Regions from separate parts of the Lactuca sativa genome. Here region 1 is linked to region 2. The links are chromatin contacts, called in public Hi-C maps. All regions are on one chromosome and are shown on one strand. The core of a region is the stretch at or near the end of the contact, and the rest is flanking DNA. Distances in the headings are between cores, read along the strand shown.

The links. Hi-C and Micro-C count contacts between places; a contact is called where the count stands out from the background.
Region 1: a Hi-C map of leaf shows a contact between it and region 2, with 5 times the contacts expected there. The contact joins the promoter of LOC111886626 here to the promoter of LOC111919884 in region 2. A contact is called at or near these places in 2 of 4 Hi-C or Micro-C datasets (leaf and seed).

Annotation. Positions count from the first base shown.
Region 1 is chr4:288,343,902-288,347,648 of Lsat_Salinas_v11, reverse strand. It overlaps LOC111886626, which reads left to right and starts at 2,199. Exons shown (of 4, transcript XM_023882887.3): 1 at 2,199-2,356; 2 at 2,490-2,579; 3 at 3,535-3,747. The coding sequence starts at 2,559.
Region 2 is chr4:288,037,616-288,041,424 of Lsat_Salinas_v11, reverse strand. It overlaps LOC111919884 (protein IQ-DOMAIN 19), which reads right to left and starts at 1,722. Exons shown (of 4, transcript XM_023915440.3): 1 at 1,342-1,722; 2 at 822-1,067; 3 at 122-583. The coding sequence starts at 1,722. It overlaps LOC111919888 (probable inactive ATP-dependent zinc metalloprotease FTSHI 4, chloroplastic), which reads right to left. Exons shown (of 16, transcript XM_023915447.3): 14 at 3,161-3,304; 15 at 2,899-3,062; 16 at 2,342-2,702. The coding sequence ends at 2,919.

The DNA.
Region 1 (3,747 bases), core at 950-3,449, 310 kb before region 2:
TGGAATACGTGTTTGGTTCGTTTAGTTCCAAAGTTTTCTAAGAATTGAAAATTTTTAGTTTTCCAAATTGTATGTAAATTAGAAAAAGCGAGTTTTACAGTTTTCCAAAGTTCTAAAATTGAAAATGAGAACTTCACCGCTTCCAACCAAACATGTTTTCTAAAATTTTCATTGAAAACTGAAAATGAAAACTCAACTCTATTTTCTTAAAACATTTTCTTAGAAAATGGAAACAATTTTCTACAACCAAACGTACCCTTAGGTTGCATTTAGTTACGAAAAAACAGTTTTCATTTTCTGTTTTTTCGTTTTTCCTTTTCAGTTTTCTTTTCCCGTTTTCATTTTCATTGGAAAATTTAAAAAACGCGTTTAGTTAAAACTTATTCATTTTTCATTTACAGTTTTAGAAAATGAGAAAACGTGTTTAGATGTGTATTTTTCTATCGGTTTTTATTTTCAGAAAACAAAAGTAGTGGTAGGGTGGGGGTGGGGCGACGACGGTAGCGGGTCGACGACTGTAGTGGTGATGATAGGCGGTGGTGATGGCGGAAATTGTGGTAGTGATGGTGATGGCGGTGGCGACGGCGGCGGTGGTGGTGGTGATGGGGTAGTGATGGTGATGATAGATCGATGATTATGATAGTGGTGTTGGGTGGGAATGTGTGTCTATGTTTGTGGGTGTGTGTGGGGGTGGGGGGGTGTGTATGTTTTTGTGGGGGTGGGTGGGTATGTGTGTGTGTGTTTGTGAGGGTGGGGGTAAGTGTAGGTTGTGTGTGTGTTTGTGGGGGTAGGGGTGGGGAAGTGTGTGTGTGTGTGTGTTTGTAGGGGTGTTTATGTTTGTGGGTGTGGGTGTGTGTGTATGTGTGGGTGGGTGGGTGGTGGTGGGCTTGGGAGTGGATGGGTGTAGGTAGGTAGGGGTATGGTGGGTTGGGGGTGTTAAGGTGAGGGTATGTAAAGGTGGATGGGGTGTGGGTGAGTGTGTATTTATATTTTTGGAAAAATTTTGGAATTAGAGGAAAAAACAATGATTATCAGTTTTCTAAAAATTTTGGAAAAATGAGGAAAAAACAATGATTATCAGTTTTCCAAAAAATTTCAATTTCTTTGTAACTTTAGAAAACGGAAAATTTTCATTTTCTGTGAAAATTTTAGAAAAATGAGGAAAGAACAATGATTATATTTTTGAAAAAATTTTGGAATTAGAGGAAAAAACAATGATTATTAGTTTTTCAAAAATTTTGGAAAAATGAGGAAAAAAACAATGATTATCAGTTTTCCAAAAATTTTCAATTTCTTTGTAACTTCAGAAAACGGAAAATTTTCATTTTCCGTGAAAAATTTAGAAAAATAGACGAACTAAACGCGTTTTCAAAATTCTCATTTTTCTTGAATTTTTTTTTCCGAATAACGACTTATTTTTCTGCAACTAAACGCAACCTTAGAGTTTCAACTTTGCTTGGTAATATCTTTCTTGATTGCTTTTGGGGTGGGAGTGCAATAGAAAGACTCTGTTTTGGGTTATCAAACCTTAATTGGAATTCTTGATGTTCTTGTCCAATTAGTGCTTGAACTTCTAGTGTACCTTGCTAGCTTTTTTGTTGGATTTTGTAAAATTTCCGTTGTTATAAGAAAACTCATTAGGTCACTTTATCTTTACAAAACCTAAGAAAAAAGTTAGGCTATTCATACCCATTAGGTTGAACGGTGTCATACATCTCTGTGACATTTTTTACCGCTGGTGAACACCACCACCTTCCTTTTGTTTTACCCACAGTAATGTGTCGGAGATGGAAGTTCACCGATGGCAAAATTTAAATATGTGTGAGTTTTTTGTGGGTTTTACCGGCGGTGAAAAAAAAGCCCACATCCTTCCCAATTTTAAAAGTTGCAAAATTGGTAAAAAATCTAGCTGGCCATTGGTGAAAACGGTATGATACCGTTTACCCTTACAAAACATTTAAAAAACCACTGTATCAATGAAATGTAATAACAATGAAATGTAATAGTTATCTAATGAAAGATCTTCCAGACATATTATAAGAGTACACGCCATCATTGACTTGCACATTTTAAGAAGGGTGCAGCATGGAAACGTGGTTCGAGAAAGTGGGCATCGGAGACCCAGGAAAGCAGATCACGGGAAGCCAGTGAAACCTCGATTGGCTCAGTGTTCGAAGCGCGTGAGGCACCAATGGCAACCATCGTAATTAAACATCTCTAACGTGTCCAAAGTCTCAATGAATCAACTATAAATAACACAACGATAAACTGACTAACGAAGGTATTCTGAATTGATTGTTGTAAAGCTACACACACAACTCTGTTCATTTCGCTTTATTGAAGCTGTCGTCTTGCTGTAAGTTCATCTTTCTCTCTCTCCATCTTCTCCTTTCTCTCTCACACAGAACACAATGATATCTACCAATCTTTATTATTTGCTGAATTTGTGTGTTTGTGCTTGAGACACCTTGTGGATTGTTTTCTTGTAGTTCTTAGCATAATCAACAAGTGAGTTTAGATCGTTCTGTTTGGTGTACGTTTGATAAGATCTGATTGACATGGAAAATCGCAAGGGCGAGGTATGTTTATCTCTTTCTCTATCACTGTTCACGTTCTCCCTGGCTTCTTGTTACTTCTATATGAGAATATAGCGGTAGATAGCTCAATTTAAGTTGATTTTTCTGTAATTCTTCTTTGTTTCGTTTGTAGAAAGTTGAGAAAATGATGTTGTTTGAACATCGATAGGGTTTGATCTTTCAATTTCGTTTGTTTAGCTGAACAAGTAGCTCCTATCTCTGTTCAAGAGTAAGGATGTGAAATTTAGGTTTCGAGGCGTTTGCATTTGATATGACTGGTAAAATTCCATCGTAAAACGATAATTAGGTCAAAAATTTTAGGCCTTAGTAGGGCAGGGATGGGGGCTGTTTTGAGCATACTGGCTACCACGCTTGTTATGATTCGCGTTTCGTTATCCATAATTGGGGGTGGCAACTTTAGACTGTTTAGGAACATAGATTCTATTTGAACTTTGAACAATCAAATCATAATGATATTCATCTTTGACTTAAGGAAAGATATGATCATGACATCCACTAACAAAATTTTATTTGGATCACAACTGTACAATATACAATTTCCACAACATAAGATGCAAATTTTGCTAACTTTTTTCTTTTGTTATACATGACACTCTTTAAAAGATTCATAATTTGGAAAAAGATAACTCCATTTGTCCATTAAAATTGCAGTCATTTATATTTTTTGACAAAGTTTCAAGTTAATTTTTTTTTGTGCAATATATTGATTCTCTATTGATCTTTATGAGCTTACCCCTACAAGGTTTTCGTGCCCCCACCTGTCAATGAGAGCAAATCTTGTCCCTCCTAAAAAGTTGGGACATGGTTCACTCTCCATCTCTTGTCTGTGAAAAAGACATAAATGCCCTTTCACATCTTCACAATAAACAAAGCAATGAAAGTAGGATGCTATTTCTTGCATCCAACACATAAAAAATATTGTTTAAAAATGGTGTAGAAAAATGCACCATGGATGTCGGTCCCACAATTTGGGGATTGGGACCAAAAGGGACCTCTCCCAGACTACTCAATGGATTTCTCAAAGATAAGAGAGATGAGGAAACAAAACAAGAGAGATATATCAAGGGCTAGTATTGGTAATGAAGAAGAATTTGTTTCCTCCAACACTGCAAAACTTAATACAGCAAATAACAGTGCTCCCCACCATAGT
Region 2 (3,809 bases), core at 473-2,972:
GGTTATGGTAAATTTGCAACAGAATGAATCCATAGCTATATTCATTGCTGTACAAATTTTCCGCTAGTGGAAAAGATGATGAAAATTAAAGAAATTGTGCCCAGATGTTTGATGTACTAACCTGAGTTATACAATAAGATGAGCCATTAGTACAAGTACTTGCTGAGTCGAATTCAGAATCATTGATCGATTTTGATGACCGATGAGCCTTAGCCACACAACCCGAGTGCACCTTTTGATGGTTGTGGGTTCGAACCACCTTTGAACCAAGAGCTTCATTTGATGATGAATTTTGTCTATTTTCGCGTTTTTGTTTTGTGGGTCGTTGTCTTGGTTCGCTTTGTGACCGTGTTTTTGCTCTTGAAGACTTTGTTCGGGTCATGTAATTGGGTTCATCGTGATGTGATTGTGATCCCATTTGTGACACTGTAGAATAAGCCGCGTTTACTGGCTTATTTTGCAGTCTGGGTGAATTTTCTTGTTTCCATGGCAATGAATCTATTGAGAATCTGCGTGATGACTGTCGATAAGTTATAAAGCCGCTTGTCTTGCTTTCGAATTGTCCGATATTGTCATTGTGATCCTAAAGAAATAATACAATATTTCTTAGTAATTAGTATATTATGTAGCTAATTGAATTTGCCCTATCCTTTTTTACAACCGTCGGTCAAAATACAGATGTGGTCAAATTTTATGCCTTATAGAGCAACTTTGTACACATAGTTGTAGTTTTGTAACTCATTGAAAATTTTAACATGTTATAGCTTTTGAAATTGATTTTGTATTTAGATGACATTGCTATAATAAGAATGAGAGTTTACGAATTGTGGTGCACTGAGACGACGTTCATGAGCTATCACAAATCCTCTTCTACTTGTGGCATGAAGATGGGATTGTGATTCCACATCCTCAACCATTTGAATTCTTTGATATCGAGCTCTAACTTGAATAGAGACAAGTGCCTTCATGCATCTAACCATGGTTGTGGTTCGCTTACGCACCAAGTGTCCCCTCACCAAAGCTTGTAGCTTCACTAATCCACGTAAAGCACACAACGCCCTTCGTGCCTACGTACAACCAATGTTAGATTCATTAAGGATGTCCTAAATAAATACTTTATAACAAGAAGATCCTGGAAAAAGGTTATTCTTTTAGCAACTTCTAAACTGGCCCATAAAACACCCTCCCAAAAGTATCATATGAGATATAAATCATAGTCAGGTGACTTAAAATTTAAAAGCCCAATCTACATTGGAAATGAAACTCTGACTACATCTACCAATCTGCTTTGACCCGAACTACCTGTTTTTGTGAAGATAGTAAAAAAAGGGGGGGGGGTACCAAATATGAACGGAAAGCCGCTTGAATTCTTGTTGCAGCTGCAGCTAAAACCACACGAGGGAGTCCATATGTGGCGGCTTTGGGAGGCGGCACCACCAACATGGTGGTGTAGTTTTGCTGCTGAATCGCATAGTCGAACAAAGCTTGTGAAACTAACTGGGAGGTGATGATGGAGTCAAATGATCGGCAACTCTTGTGATTGACTACTATTTCTTTGTTATTTGATTTCCTAAAGCTCCATCTCCTCCGGTGAGAAGGTGATGGAGTTGCTGGAATAATGGCGGTGGTGCATGGTGGAGATGTGGGGCCACCTTCTTTCTTGTTGATTTTCTCCTCCTTTTTGCCTAACAAGTTTTTGATCCATCTACCTGCCTTACCCATATCAATAGAGGTTGTCAATATAGATTCATGGTGTGATATATATATATATATATATATATATATATATATATATATATATATATATATATATATATATATATATATATATATATATATATATATATATATATATTTCTGAGTTGGGTGTTCAGTTGACTATTTTGACAAGAAATAGAAGAAAAAACGCTAAGGCCTGCATCGACTGCTCTACTTATGCCAAATGACACTTTGACAAACACTTATCACTTGACCTTGCCACATACACACGCACAACCAAACTGGGTCAAACAACTGGTTCTTGTTACGGGATTTTCTTCACCAATTTTGAACCTGAAGTGTTATTTTTTTATTTCAAATTTGTCTTCTTTTAAAATTTTAAAAAACAGAATTTTAATGAATTCTTGTAATTCGTTTGGTTTATTTAAACTTTTAATGTATAATCAATCATTTAAGTATGTCATTTAGAAATATATATATATATATAATCTTTAATCTTTAATATGAAATATAATACAATATGATTTCTATAGTCTTTAAAAATCCTTAATTTTCATTTCTTTTTTATTCGATCTATTATCACCCTCAAAAGACATGAACCTAAGAAAAAACAAAGCAAATATTATCCTCCAAAAAGTGTGGCAAGCATATTTCACTATATATATATAGATACAAGCTCTCCCTGTGATTTGCATACTAGCACTACATAACCTTTTTCTACCGCTACCATCCAAAACAGATGTGAAATCCCATTTATGCCCTTGGAATAAACTTAGGCCTCTTACAAACTGATACATTTTCACTGTAATTATATCTGAGAACATCTTCATGCTCCATGGTTGCATGCAATCAAGTTTTTTTTTAGTGTGTGATAACATGATCTTCCAATGACCCATGAAATCAAGATCCAGTAAATCTTTGGAGTGAATGGATCTATGATCAAGAAAATGAATGCATCTAGATTCCACATAAGTTGTAATTTGCTGCCAAAAAAATCAAGTGAACACATTTTTAGATTGTATCCAATGTTACTTTATTAAAAAAAATACTGTATTCAAAATACAAGCGCCTTTTCTGTATTTTGTCCATTAAAAAATGAAGCCCTTTAATTGCCTAGCAACATTTAGTGCTTTTTAGTTTTTAGAAACTATATATTTACCAACAAGTAGACACACTCACCACCAAAGAGGCAACAAGAATCATAGAAAATGGCTTGCCATCAAAACCTGTGGCTTCTCATTTTCTGCTTCAATTTCCCTTTTTGCCCCTTCTCTAATTTCCTCAACCTTCGTGTCCCAAATTTTGTCCACTAGCTTCCATGTATCATCACTAATAATTTGAGTCTACACACAACAAAAGTGCAACCATTTTTTATTATTAAAAAAAATGCATGGTTAAAACTTAGAATTTAAAATTATATCTATATAGACTTGGCACTAACCTCCATTGGTCTAGGAGCACCAAAAGTTGCAAATCCAACATTTCCAGGTGCAAATGTGACCCTACCTGGAAGTGAAGCACCATGGATTCCCCACCTTCCAGCATATATCAGTGCACCATATTCATCAACAGGGGTCACACGAGGCTGAATCATTATAAATATTAAAAAAAAAAAAAAAAAAAAGTAAGATTGTATGACATAATGTTCAAGTGGGCCCCGTTTGATACGAATGAGATAACAAACTGTACTGTGTTTGGGGTGTATTGGACTAGGAGTGAGACCGATGTCAATGGGAGTAAAAATTACATTTTTTTGTCCAACCCAAAAAGGTGGAACAAGGGGGTATAGGGACACTCTTGATATCTCATTTGTGAAAAAAAGACATAAATACCCTCCTCATCCCCATCATCGAAAATAACCCTAGAAAGCTTGTCTAGTTTAGTACTGTCTCATGTAACAAACACAAGAACAGGACTAGATGAGCTTTCTAGGGCTATTTTCGATGATGGGGATGAGGAGGGTATTTATGTCTTTTTTTCACAAATGAGAGATCAAGAGCGTGTCCCTATCCCCCATTGTTCCACCTTTTTGGGTTGGACAAAAAAATGTAAATTTACTCCTATAGACATCTACCTCAGTAGCCAAAATT